4 separate regions of the Zea mays genome follow, and all the other regions are linked to region 3. The links are chromatin contacts, called in public Hi-C maps. All regions are on one chromosome and are shown on one strand. Each heading gives the region's core, a stretch centred on a gene start, on an enhancer-like site or on the middle of the called end of the contact. The rest is flanking DNA. Distances are from core to core; before and after follow the strand shown. Region 1 holds the start of LOC100275318. Region 2 holds the start of LOC103626410 (anaphase-promoting complex subunit 2). Region 3 holds the start of LOC541649 (translation initiation factor). Region 4 holds the start of LOC100501494.

What was found. A called contact is a pair of places that touch in the nucleus more often than the background predicts.
Region 1: a contact with region 3 is called in a Hi-C map of leaf, with 4 times the contacts expected there. The contact joins the promoter of LOC100275318 here to the promoter of LOC541649 in region 3. A contact is called at or near these places in 4 of 25 Hi-C or Micro-C datasets (bundle sheath, ear, leaf and 1 more).
Region 2: a contact with region 3 is called in a Hi-C map of tassel, with 2.1 times the contacts expected there. The contact joins the promoter of LOC103626410 here to the promoter of LOC541649 in region 3. A contact is called at or near these places in 3 of 25 Hi-C or Micro-C datasets (leaf, leaf mesophyll and tassel).
Region 4: a Hi-C map of ear shows a contact between it and region 3, with 2.1 times the contacts expected there. The contact joins the promoter of LOC100501494 here to the promoter of LOC541649 in region 3. A contact is called at or near these places in 3 of 25 Hi-C or Micro-C datasets (bundle sheath, ear and tassel).

Annotation. Positions count from the first base shown.
Region 1 is chr5:58,214,229-58,217,571 of Zm-B73-REFERENCE-NAM-5.0, forward strand. LOC100275318 reads right to left here and starts at 1,660. Exons shown (of 1, transcript NM_001175028.1): 1 at 605-1,660. The coding sequence starts at 1,545. The coding sequence ends at 928.
Region 2 is chr5:59,042,138-59,045,453 of Zm-B73-REFERENCE-NAM-5.0, forward strand. LOC103626410 (anaphase-promoting complex subunit 2) reads left to right here and starts at 1,490. Exons shown (of 16, transcript XM_008646815.3): 1 at 1,490-1,973; 2 at 2,400-2,489. The coding sequence starts at 1,791.
Region 3 is chr5:58,638,014-58,641,510 of Zm-B73-REFERENCE-NAM-5.0, forward strand. It overlaps LOC541649 (translation initiation factor), which reads right to left and starts at 1,352. Exons shown (of 5, transcript NM_001111404.1): 1 at 1,242-1,352; 2 at 180-252; 3 at 1-63. The coding sequence starts at 250.
Region 4 is chr5:58,273,774-58,277,215 of Zm-B73-REFERENCE-NAM-5.0, forward strand. LOC100501494 reads right to left here and starts at 2,132. Exons shown (of 10, transcript XM_020537505.2): 1 at 1,725-2,132; 2 at 1,302-1,578; 3 at 1-91. The coding sequence starts at 1,497.

The DNA.
Region 1 (3,343 bases), core at 410-2,909, 420 kb before region 3:
GAAAAAAATAATAAAAAAATGATTGTTGGTATAGAGTTGAGATATAGAGTAAAAACGACCGCAGAGAATTGTGGTATAGAGTAGATAATCTTGCTGACGGGGATAGAATATTCCTTTTAGAGTAGAAATTTAGAATAGTATGAGTGCGGATAGCCTAAACGTGGAGTGTTCTGTCTGATCGTTCAATGTTCTATCTGATTGGTGTAGTGCTAAAACAGTGTACACTATTCAGTGTACTAGTAGATCACATCAGCCTAACGAAAGCGTACGGACTGACAGCCTGCGCGGGGTGGAAGGATGGCGCTGCTGTCAACAAAAGCGGGTCCCCTTTGCCCCACTGCGAGGTGGAGCTGGAAAAGTGAAGGCAGCGGAGGACTGGCCGCTGGCGTGATGGGATCATGGAGATGAGATCTGGCGGGCGGTCACACGTCAGAGGTAGGTGGCGGCCGGAGACATCATCAGTGTAAGATCGGTCGTATGAACCAACAAAATACTTTTATCTCGCAGGCAAACCAACCAAACCAAACCAAACAATCCCGCTAGCTGTTGCTGAGTGCTGACACACACACACACTGACACACCGGACCGGAGCGGAAAGTTGAGTGCGAAACCAGACGCGAGTCTCTGACGACTTCGCTGCGTGCTCGTGCTCCACGAGTCTCGATCCGACGACAAATCAAAACCAGTCGGACAAGTTGGCACACTTGCTGAGCTGAGCTGAGCTGAGCTTGTACAGGAAGAGATTGATTAAGCGGCAGCCGAGCAGAGCTGCAGATGGGAGGGATCTGAAAACACGTCGCTGAATGAATCTAATTAATCACTACCGGCAAAGCAACAGATCTTTACACACAGTTCTGCAAAACCATCCATCTGTATGCACTACTGCAGAAGACAAGAAGGGAAAAGGGGACTAGATGGAGCCAATGATCAGGCCTCGCTGCTGCAGCCGCTGGACGCGCTGCGCATGGAGGCGCGGCCGACGGACTCGTCGATGCGCTCGAGGCAGGGCTTCCACGGCGCCGCCCGCCAGGGCTGACCCTTCTTCTCCCTCGCCGCCGCAGCCACTGGCATCCGCTGCTGGTTGTGCTGGCGGTGGCTCCCGGAGGCGGCGGCAGCGGCGGCGGCGGCGTCGAAGAGCGCGTCGAGCGGGCTGGGCTTGGGCGCGGCGCTGGCGCCGCCCTTGCGGGCGAGCGCCGTGAGGCGGTTCATGAGGCACGCGAGGTCCACGGCGGAGGACTCGGCCTGGAACACCGACTGCGGGAGCAGGAAGTAGACGGTTCCCGGCTGCAGCGCGTCGTCGGGCCGGAACGGCCCGCGCCCCGGCTGCAGCAGGTGCGCCGACGAGCACAGCACGTACCCCTTCCCGGCGGCGTTGGCGGCGGAGGCGGGGCCGCCGGGCCCGCCGAGGCAGCGCGTCACGTGCGCCACGGTCACCACGCCGGGGCCCTCGAAGTCCTCCACGAACCCGTTGGTGTGGATCACCCGCACCCCGGCGCACGGCCGCAGCGCACGCGCCGAGCCCGGCGACGAGAAGATGCAGCCCATCCGGAAGGCTCCGGAGACGAGAGCGGGGGTGCTCTGCCTGCTGGAGGCTGGAGATGCGGCTGACTGGCAGCGGAGCGACGACGACGGACGAGACTTGGGCGGCGGCAAGGCAGGCGGAGGCAGAGGACGAGAACGGGGAGGCGGGGTGCCTATTTATTTCCGCGGGGAGTTGATGTTTGCAGCGTTGAATCTAACGGACGGATCCGGCGGGTCGAGGTCGGACTCGGACACTCGGTCGGCTGTGGGGCCCAGTGGGGGCCGCCGCTGGTTAACCCCGGTGGGGTGGCGTGGCGTGTGGATTAGGCTGGCTTGGCGGATGGACTGGAGACTACGGAGTAGTGGAGTACCGGAGGGCTTAATCTTTATCTCATGGTTAGGTTAATCTTTAGGCTGGCTTGGTGGATTACACTGCGTAAAAAACGAAGTACCGGAGGGGTTAATCTTTATCTCATGGTTGACTGGAGAGTGAAGACTACTGACTGGAGGGGGTCAGAGGATGCCTTCGGAACCGCAGCAAATTATGGCCTCAAATGGATTGGTTAATGGATAAGGACAAGCCTTATTATCCCATGCTCGGTACTGAATCAATTCTACCTATAATTTGATTGTTAGTTTTTATATGCAAAAGAAAATGTTTATGCTGTCAAATAGTGGATCCTTTGCCCACTAATCCGCTATAACGTCGACAGTGGTTTACGCTAAGTTGTACGCAGTTGTACGCTAATAGATATAGAGTTATACACAACTTAATTTTTCTTTTGTACCAGTTTTACGTGAAAAAATGAATGGCCCGTGCGAAGTGAGATAAACGGCAACTACCCCAAATCATGCACGTTTCTTACGTCCGAAACAGTGGATCCTTTGCCCGCTAATCCACTATAACGTCGACAACAGTGGTTTACGCTAAATTGTAAGTAGTTTTACGCTAATAGTTATAGAGGTTAAGCAAGTTGCGCCTAACAACCGTCAAATATCCAATGTAATTATAAAGAGTTGACAACGCAAGATAGAGCTCAGAGGTGCCATACGGCATCTTGTTATTGTTGTACGTGCAACACGCGCCGATTTTATTTATTGGTTGATGTAGCTGGAGACACACGGTTTGGGGAGAGGAGGCCGCCTGCCGGCTGGCTCAGACGAGTAGTGCAACACCGTACCAGTGGCGAATGCGGCTCAGAGTCCCCGTGCAGGCATCAAGCTGCCAAATCAGCGGACGGAGCAACCGACGCTCGGCTCTCTTATCACTCGCTTTTACTGCGATCGCCGGCCGGCACGTTTGGCACCCACCACGACGAACAAGTCGCCGTGCGCGAACCAGCAGCCGACGCATTTCAGCTACCATTCCCGCTATGTAATGTGTAAGGGCCAAAAAGGCAATTAAAAACAACTCTACTCAAACCGTCACAAACTTCAGGTCCAGTAAAACATGGCAAGATTTCGCTCACTCGGCCAAAGCCGCGTCCCCTCGACAACTTCGGTTGAAACCTTGAGACTTCACCAAATCAGGCCCCTGTTAGATTACATTCGCAGAGTGGTTGCCGTTCTTTAGGCTGTCCGCAACCGCAAGCAAGGTAGTGTAAAATAAAAATAAGAGATTTTGATTTATATATTACATTGTTACAGAGTGAAATTTGAAATATTGAATAAGGAATGAGATAGGATAGTGAAATTTATAATATAGTATAAGGAATGAGATATACAGAGGAAGCATGAGGTGTTGACCTTTGTCCAATAGGAAAGTTTAACAGGCTGCTTGTACGTCACATTCGCAACCTAACGCAGGGCGTCGTCCTACCGT
Region 2 (3,316 bases), core at 240-2,739, 400 kb after region 3:
GGGAAGGTGTTTTTTCGGACCTTCGGCTAAAGGCCTTCGTTCACGTCACAGTTTGAATTTGTTACAAAGAAACAAATTAATACTGCGAGGGGCTACTGTTGGGGGCCTTCCTCTTCCGAAGGTCTAAAAAACATTAACCATATGTTTTTAACATGGTATGAATTATTACAGGAGCTTCAGCTTCAGGATGAAAGTTTTCTCCCATGGCAAAGGCATACGATGTGAAGATATAATCCGAAGATGATAAGAATGGACGTCGAAGCTATAACCGAAGAGTAATAGCTTCGACTTATAATGGTGATGAAGACCAAACATGATGATGATCGGAAGGGAAAAAGACCAGCTAGTCCTTAATAATTTATGTTACGATCACAAGTAAATGTCAAGGACATAAATGTACTTTTACCCGGACTGCGTCCCGTGCCTATAAATAGATGAGCAGTAGCGCCGTACTGTTCACGCTAGATTGTCATCACTCTCGCGTCAACACCTTCGAACAAGCTGAATGTATCAATGTAATATAGACTTTGTTAATATTCATATGTATATTATGAAATATAAATGTGAACGAACCAATGAATTATATTCTTCATCTTTACATATTCTTATTTATCCATGAAATGATGAAGACATGTCATTCATGACCTTCGTCCGATGATCATTATATCATAGAGGAGGTAATGATTCGGAGGACGAATGTCCTTAATGCTTAACAATTGTGTTGCCTTGTTCTTGATTCACAACATTTGAGAACAAGTGACCAATAGAAAGTAAATTGGTTCAATTGGAATGAGTTCGGGGGCTCTCAATCGGTCATACCCCTTCATATATATAAGGGAGGTCTAGACCCGTTCCTAGCGCGATAGCCAATAGACCTCACATGATTAGATGGATAACCATGCACGAGATAATGATAATCGTCCGAGTCAATCTGATCACGAGGGCATGGACCATCCGAACCCTAGGGCCGGACCGTACGTCACTTTTGGTGTTCAACAGTAGTATATTTGAGTCACTTCATAATATGCTCTATATTTTTTATAAAAATTGTAAAATAGATACCTTTACGACTAGTTTGGGAGCTCAATTTTTTTCCTAATGATTCCTATTTTCCTAGGAAAAAATGAACTAATTTCTCAAGGGAAAATAAAATTTCCTTAGGATAACAAGATTTTCAAACTAACCCTTAAGGCTTTGTTTGGGTACTCTAGTATTGATCTCAATCCACATGTGTTGAGGTGGATTAGAGTGTAAATTAGTTTAAGTTACACCTCAATACATGTAGATTGAGGTCAATACTAGAGTATCCAAATTAGATCTAAAGTTATTTTATGGGTCAAGGCTTTATTTTAAGATAGTACATTGTTTTAAAGCAATGTTGGTCATGCTCTTAAGATTTTTTGACTGACGTGGCGCTCGAACTAGTCTATTGCTGTTGCTGCAGCGGCTCGGGTCAAGAGAGAGAGGAGTCCGTGGGCCGTTGCTCAACCCACGCGTCTTTCTAGCTCAAATGGGCAAGTAGGCCTGGATGAACCTAAAATGAGCCCACATCACAAAATTTCCCCTCGCTCCTAGCACTCGAGCACTCAACTGTCGCACCATCGGGACGCCGCGGCGGCGGCCAGCACGTTCGAGGCTGCGGCGGCAAGGTGGGCTGTCGTGCGAGGTCAGCGAGGACAGGTCGTCTGGGAGCACCTGAGGCTGTGCGAGGTGCCGGCAGGCTATGACATTTCTAGAGTAAGTAATACTCTGGGGGCATCTCCCGCTCGCTTAGCTGTGCCCGCCAGGCCATGGAGCGTGAGGACGCCGACGGCGCTCTCGATTCGTGGGCTCAATTCTGCACTCTTTCCAACGAGCTTCTCGCCGGAGACGGTGATCTCGCCGTCGGCCCACGCCTAGCTCCCGTCGTTGGTGACCTCTGCACACGCGGCCTCGCCACGCTCGTCCGCGACTACTTCCTCCACTCCCTCGAGGTCCATACCGTTCCCTCTCCTCCCCGTCCCCTATTACTCTCTCTCGCGCGCGATCGAGCACGCACAACTGCTGACGGGCTGGTTTTCTATTCCTGTATTCGGGTGGAGATTTGGGCGGTGGATCGATGATAGTTTCATGGTGTGAAGGTACGCCTTTGCTGCATACTAGGTGTTTGTGAGAATGCCTGCACCAAATGGCTGGGGGCCATACGCGAGGATGGAATTGGGATCCTGTCTTAAGCTCGGGTGTTTATGGAAATGGCGCCCAAATGAAATCTCAGTGCTGGACTGTAGGATTTACAAATGCCGCGCTCAGCATTCTTTTCAAGTTCTTAACTTTCATTTCATCGCTAAAATGTTCCTCATGTTTTCAATTTTTTTCTATTTTATTCGATTTCTGTTGTCAACCTGTCCTTGTTGGTGCAGGAAACATTTCGAAACCATGCAGTCAAGAAGTTCTGGCAGCACTTTCATCCTTATTGCAGTGCCTCAACCGTAGACAGAATTAAGTTCTGTGTAAGTTATGGAAAACCTAATCTCCTTTATTTTGAAATGTTTAGAATGGAAATTTCAGCTTTATAAAGAGAGGGTGTCTTGTTTCCTACTTATTTTCTCCTATAAGTATGTGCTACCAATGATTTCAAGTCGGGCGACTTGCTAGTCGATACACCTAGGCGACCAGGTGACTAATCACGATTAGGACGACGACTAGGTCGACTAATCGGGTCCTAGTCGACCTGGTCGTCCCTACAGCGCTCCTGCATATTTGCAGGACCTATGTATATAATATTGATATATATAGCAATCTAGCATATAGGAGGCAATACCAAACATAAGTACATAACAAATATGAATACTGGAACTGGACAATTCAGATTTCAGAACATCAACATCAGTCACTAACTTAATTATATATAGCAATATAGTATATAGGAAGCAATACCAATTACCAAACGTAGCAAATATGAATACTGGAAGACAGAATTCAGATTGCAGATTTCAGAACATGAACAATTGAACATCAATTACTACTTAGTAGTCACTAACTCAATAATTCATATGATGCAGAGTTGCAGACTTACTAGTTACTACATAAATGCCAAGTGCAGACTTACTATTGACCTAAACTAGGAGTCCAGGGCAACTAATCACCCCACCCAAATTGGACGACTAGTCGCGTTTAGTCGACGACTAATCGGACGACCAAACAATTAGTCGAGCAGATCGGGCCGCCCTCCCTAGTCGTGCTAACAGAACCGATTAGCCCGACTAACTGTGACTAATCGCGATTAGTCAGACGACTTGAAATCACTGTGTGGTACCCTACATATATCATGAAGTAA
Region 3 (3,497 bases), core at 102-2,601:
TCATCAAAACTCTCAAAAACTTCATCATATGAAGTGAAGAACTCCTCAGTCTCACCGGTGCTCCTGTATTACATAAACATATAGAAGTAAAGGTTATTAGGTATCACTTGGCTCTCAAGTCAAAGATGATAAACACAAGTAGGTAAAAAAATTTAAAAAGAAAGGTTCATATTACTTACAGCAGCTCCTGCATCTTAGAATCATAGTGCTTAGCATCGAACTGAGAACCCTCAGGTGCCATTCCTGCCATGACTGCAGCAAAAGAAACATGTTAATACACAGAAGTTACAGCACATGTTGACAATATGACAAACAAATACAAAGAAAGGTTTAATCATGAACCTAGATCAAAAGGATGTATACAATATAATGAGCAATGGCACAGTTTAAGCTTAGAACAAACTGTCCTACAGATTACAACGAGAAAAGTGTGTAGCAAAGAAATGTTTAAGACAAACACCATGCTAGAAGACAAGTAATTCACAACAGAATCAATAGGGAATCAGTTGTACTCTTAAAATGATTATTCAAGCTCTACAATTTATACAAAATGCATGCTCAACTCAATCTTCAGTTTATAAAGAATCTAAACAGAACCATACCAAGACAATTGATGCTTTACACTTTCTTAACAGCAGGCTGATATAATTGCAAGTACTCGATAAATCGAGCAACAGCTTTTAGCAGTTCGCACGGTATGAATGGCTCGTCTAGTACATAGGGCAGGGCAGTCTTTTAACCTTATCCTGTAGCAAACCCTTGCGACCATCTCATAGTCACTTTCACAAAAAAATTGACTTACCACAATAGAATAATTCATTACCATCAAGCATGCAGCATCCCACAGCTCAAACAGCTTGAATCCAATACTCAAGCACGGTACACAAGCTACGGAGCTTCCCAGGACAGTTTTATATGACCAAAACTAGCAATTTTGCATATTAGCACCGGAAAACGCTTATATCTACATACAAAATCAATCAAATCCTACGTAAGAAAAATCATGTATTGAGCTGAAAGCCGCATGTCAGAGAAAGGGGGGAAAGGTAGTATTTCCGTGCGCAAACCCGTGCGTCAATCCAGAACCGTCAAAATCACTAATATTCCCACCGAATCGGCGCAGATCCGCACGGGTAGCACCGCCAGATGGACCCAGACCCGCCGTCGCACCAGATCGGACGCCGAAAAGCAAACAAAAAAGTAACAAGCGAGACAGCAAGAGATCTGGAGGAGGCGAACACCTGAAGCGACGGAGAGGAGAGCGCGGATCGGGCCGGGAGTCGGGGCTGCTCTGTGCGCTGCGGTGAACCCGAGATCGGAGTCTCGGATTCGGCGGCGAAGGCGAGGGACGTCGCGGCGCAGGAGAGAGAAAAATGAGGGTTTGCGGGCGGCGGCGAGAGGCGGCTTTTAAGAGGGGGGGGGGGGGGGGGGGGGGGGGGGGGGGTTGCACCGTGTCTGTGGTGGTTGTGGACGGGTCTCGGATGCCACCACCGCGAAGGGAAGGGTAGGGTTTCTCTCTCCCGTGGGCCGTTCCTGGGCCCGTGTTTGCCTCTCATTCCATGTGTGCTAAAATCCGCACGCAATTATACATGTAATGATAAACCAAATCTGTTACTAGTCGTTCGTTTGGAGATGTTCTTAATCAACTAGAATTGTATTTAAATTAATTTTCACTCTACTTTATTTTAACACATCTAATCTGTTTTCATACACTAGCAAACCCGACCACACCACTGACGGTAGCTCTCACTGTAATAACTCCTTCACATTTCATGTTTATAACACTAATTCTGATGTTCAGGAATAGGCTATAGATATAACAGTGGTTATTGGCCTATTATCGGGTTTAATATGTACTCTCACCTTTTCTGGAAGGATTTAGGAGTACTTCTTTTTGGAGCAATATTGTTGGATCTGTGACTCGGAGAATCTAAAGTGGAAGTGGGTATTTTTTGGAAGCTTGGATAAAGAGGAAACCGTGTGCATGAGTCAGGGCCCGTTTGGTTTGCTTTAGTCAGGACTAAAATTTAATTAGTCTCTATCCGACTAAAAGTATTTAAAATACATTAAATAAATCATAAAAGAACTAAAATGTCTCTTATCATTTTTCCGCCGTTAGTGTAACTAAAACAAAGGAGGGACAAAAGGTAGAATTTATATGGTTTAATTATTTTTAGTCATACATTGGAGGATAGAGACAAATATTTTAGTCTTTGTTTTAGTTTCACCGTTTGGTAATTTAGGGACTAAATGAAACTAAAATGGATGGACTAATCTTTAGTCCCTGAAACCAAACGGGGCCTTATTTTCATGAAGACTTTTTTTTGTAAAGTTGGACATTTTGGATCTGAGAAACACTAGCTATATCACCATGGATGTACATTTTGGATCTAAGAAACAGTAGCTCCATCTAGGGATGGCAATGAATAACGATCTAGGTGTTTCTTCACAATAAATTAGGACAGGGCTCTTAATTCATTTTAGTTCAAAATGGATATGAATATAGTTTGACGCTAATCCGATTCGATCCTACATTTTATAGCCTAAAATCTAGATCTTATTAACAACCCTAGCTACATCATCCGATAAAGAGACGCCGAACATCCTATAGTTATTAAAAAAAGCGTCAAACACGAGGCTTTAATTCATTCTGGAAGACTTTCGATGCAGGTTCCAAATCGAGCAGGGAAAAAAAAACTTTGCCCGATCTTTTTAGGGCTAGTTTGAAAACCTCATTTTCCCAAGGAAAATTAGTTCATTTTCCTTTAGAAAATTGGAAATCTCATGGAAAAATGGGGATGCCAAACTAGCCCTTATATGGAGATAATGCCTATCCGTCACGGCATCTCGTTATCGCGTCAGCGCTTACTCATCATCACCAGTCACCACAATTCCTTTCCACAGCCATTGCCCAAGTTGCAAAGGTGTTCTTTTTAAAAGACACAGGCACTAATGGCTGGTTTGGTAATAAAGGAATCAGAGAGAATTGAGGTCCCATTCGTTTATATCGGATTGAGAACAAAAACTATTCCAGCTAATCAATGTTAATACAAATAAACATTCCAAACTATTCCAGCTAATCAATGTTAATACAAAATAAACATTCCAATCCAGCAGAGGAACCATTCACAAGTAAGCAAACGAGCCTGAGGGGGAGAGAAAATCCTTTGCAAGGAATTTTCTTCCCTCAATCCTCTCCAATTTCTTTGTCAACAAACCAGCCCTAAAAGGATTGCAAAGACTCATGTCAACATAGGGTATTGCTCTCCATTTCCTATGATATAACTAGGGTATTCCATTGTTTACATGCTATCGAAAAAAGATGTGTTATCCGGTATACCACTCCTACAGTGAACTCTAAATCATTGCCATATTATGTAGAGCCAACAATAAGAACACATATACTAAAGCAGGCTACAAAGTTGACTCTTAGATCATTATAGTGTATCTTTCTATTTCATCCTTTTATCTAAGAGCTCATATAGAAGCTGACTCTT
Region 4 (3,442 bases), core at 882-3,381, 360 kb before region 3:
CATCTCTTGCTGCCGGCTGCCTGCCTCCCGTCCGACCCACCGCCGTACGCCCGCACGGACGCCTCTAGCCTCGCCTGGTTCAACGCCTTCACTGATGTTCAAGAACGAAATCCGGTCAACCAAGGTTCAGCAAAAAGATAGAAAGAAAGAAAGAAACCGGCAACTCCATATGTAGAGAGCATGCAGTTGTTGTTGTTGTAGTAAAAAAGAAACCGGCAAAAAAAATTCACTTTTTTTGGTTTTATAAATGTTGTTAGGGACGATTGGGAAAACTAGGGGGTCTTGGCGATTTCAACCCGACCGCGCCTGAGAGGTGGAGACCGATCGACGACTTGTCTTGGCATCAATCAGGTGGGAAATCTGTTGTGTGCTATCTGCTATCGCATCCCCGTGACAGCAACCACCAGTCTGTACGATCTCCGTCCACGCCACCGACATTTTCTTCTTCTTCTTCTGTTTCGCTTTGTTTTCGCACCGGCGATCCAGTTCTTGAACGCTCGAGAGCATTGGTGGTGCAGAACTGGACTGGAGTGTCTCGCGGCCACTGCTGACTCCATGGTAAGCAGTAAGGAAAAAAAAAAACAGCAGCAAGCAGTAACGGCCATGCTATATGATTGCTTGCTACGGTGACGCCGCCCAGCACTGGCACTGCAGCCCCACACGTTCCCAAAAGAAAAGAAAAAAAAATGGACAAGCCCTGCTGCTAGTCTGCTACAGAACTATTATAGTAGCGGTCCCCGGAAAAGGAGGAAGGGATAAAAAGACGAGCTTCTTTGCGTGTCGCTTTGCAAAGGAACGATCTTTTGGCGTGATCCCCTGCATTGGTAAACATATTCCCAGCCCGGATGCTCTTGCTGCTTAGGCATGAACAAAGAGTACGATCATTTTTCTGCCTTTTTCTTTTTTGTTGTTGTTGTGCGTGTGTGATTTTATTCTAGGGCTAGGAGGAGGAGGAGTGGTGGTGGAAAACGCGCAGGATTGCGTGTCGTGTGGGATTGGCGTCGGCGTCGGCGGCCGCGGCTATGATTGATTTATTAATAACGTCGTTCGTCGGCCGTATGTGCAGGTGGAGTCGGGCGGGGAGGCAGCGGGCTGCGGCCGGGGACTAGTACTAGGTAGCAGTAGTCCAAGTCCGGCGGTCCGGCCGCGTCTCCGGCGGCGAAGAGGTAGGGGCGAGCGAGGAGCCAGACACCGGCGCGCGTGGCGTGGCGTGGCGAGGCGGAAACGGAACGACGGTCGGTGGTTGCAGAACAAGAAGAAGAAAGACTGAAGGGGAAGGGCGTGGCCGTGGCGTGGCGTACCGATTTGCGCGGGCGAGGTGGCGGCGGCGTCGTGGAGCACGATGACGGTGCGGGACGGGACGATGACGGTGACGGTGCGCACGCCGGGCAGCGGCCGCAGCAGCTTCTCGACGAGGGGCACCTCGGAGGGGCAGCAGATCCCCAGCACGTCGAAGTAGCTCTTGTGCAGGGTCCCCGCCGCCGCAGCGTCCCCCATTGCGCCGCCCCGCGCCGGTTCCTCTGTGCCCCTGTGTCTGTTGTCCCGCTCCCGCCGCAGAGGAGGAGGAAGCGGCCAAACCTACACGAGGAGAAGTCGAGCGGTGGTTTGAGCGGAGGCCAGGGGGGTGGGGGCAGCAATCTTGGCGTGCGCGCGGCCGGGGGTTTTGTTTCGGCCGGGCCGGGTTACATAAATAAACATGCAAAGAAAGCCCGCCGGCGACTTACCCCGCTGGCGGCCGGGTGAGTCCGGGAGGGAGGGGAGGGGGGGACTGGTGCGGATGGCAGGAGCGGTTGCGTTGGCCTGGCCGTCTGCGGAAGCGGAGGGGAAAGGAGAGAGGAGTGGGAACTGGGAAGCTGGAGGGCGGGTATTTATGGATGGACTCGGCCATGGCCCGCGCTCGCTCGCTCGCTGTGACTGGAGCGGGTGGTGGTGGTGGACTGGTGGGTGGGTGCCGACGCGTGAGGCACACACACAGCGCACTGGCGGCACCGGTGGTGGTAAGTTGCGGAGACGGCAGCGGAGGCCAGGCCGCCGGACGGTGAAACGGACGCGTGCGTGGCTTTGGCTTGGCAGTTGGCACTGGCAATGCCATGCCATGGCATGGCATGGCGTGGCGCGCGGCACGTGACGTACGCGGCTCTCGATCGGTCGGTCGTCTTGAGTATATATATTATCATCGACGACGCTCCGTGCCGTGTCGTGCTAGGAGGCCCTCCCCCGCACCCAAAAAAAAGAAAAAAAAATTCAGGCCGGCTGCAACAAATTTTTTTCCAAAAAAAACGGATGCAAAGGTGGCGGATCGGACTCGTCCAGACGGCGGGTGATACGCATGAGTCGTCCATCCACACCTTCTACCCCATGCATCCGTCCGTCGTCATCGGCATGGATCAACTCCACGTACGGTGCCGTGACATCTACGGGTTAGCACGAATATTTTGACAGAAAAATATACTGCAGGATAATGTGTAGTTATTATCTAGTGTTATAAATATTATTACTGCTTTATATGTACTCCTTTATATGTGTGTGCATATATATAATCCCAAACAAAGAATCCCATAGAGAGATGGGATGGCCTTTTTTCCCCCTTGAGAATTCGAGTCCGGAGGTTGAGTGACGGATACGCCATGCTTTTATTTCGTGACAGCCTTTTTGTACACAACAAGGTGCCGCACAAGCACAGGCACGTACGCCTCGCGTGCATCACGTTTCGCACGCCCAGTCACACGCACCGTGCCCCGGCGGGGACGGGGAGGGAGGACAGACAGTAGCGACGGACACACATGGGACGAGCAGCTGTTTCATCTGTCCGGTTATTTACCTCCCATCTTTTTTATTGTATGGATGGATGACAACGACGCATGTACAATCTAGATATTATACTGTGGTTCTTTAAGCGCTAAATACATCTACGAAACTCATTCATAAACTCAATGTATTTAAGTTTAAAGATACGACTTATTTATATGAGTTGTATGGACATAACTATGTGTAAACTTAGAGAACCGTGTTAGAAACGTTCATTCATTAAGATACTGTCTCTTTTTTTTACACTTATTCCTTGATATCTGTTAAGATACAGAATTTGGCTATGCCCTTAGTCGTCCTCCCTAGAACAGTACTTCCAGGATACATCCACGGGCCATCAGTCATGCAGGAGCGTAAGTAGGGCTGGGCGTTCGGGTTTACCCGGTATTTTGGGCCGGATTTTTTGGGTTTTTTATATTTCGGCCTTCTAACATCTATACCCGAACTCTTACCCGTAATTTCGGGTACCCGTAATTTTGGGTACCCGTAATTTCGGGTACGAGTTCGGGTAATAGCAAACTACCCAAAACAGTGAAACAATATTCAACGGTAGTAGAGTAGGATATTTAATATTCAAGAGAGCAAGATTTAACATTCAACAGTGAAAAAGTGAATCAATATTTAATATTCAACA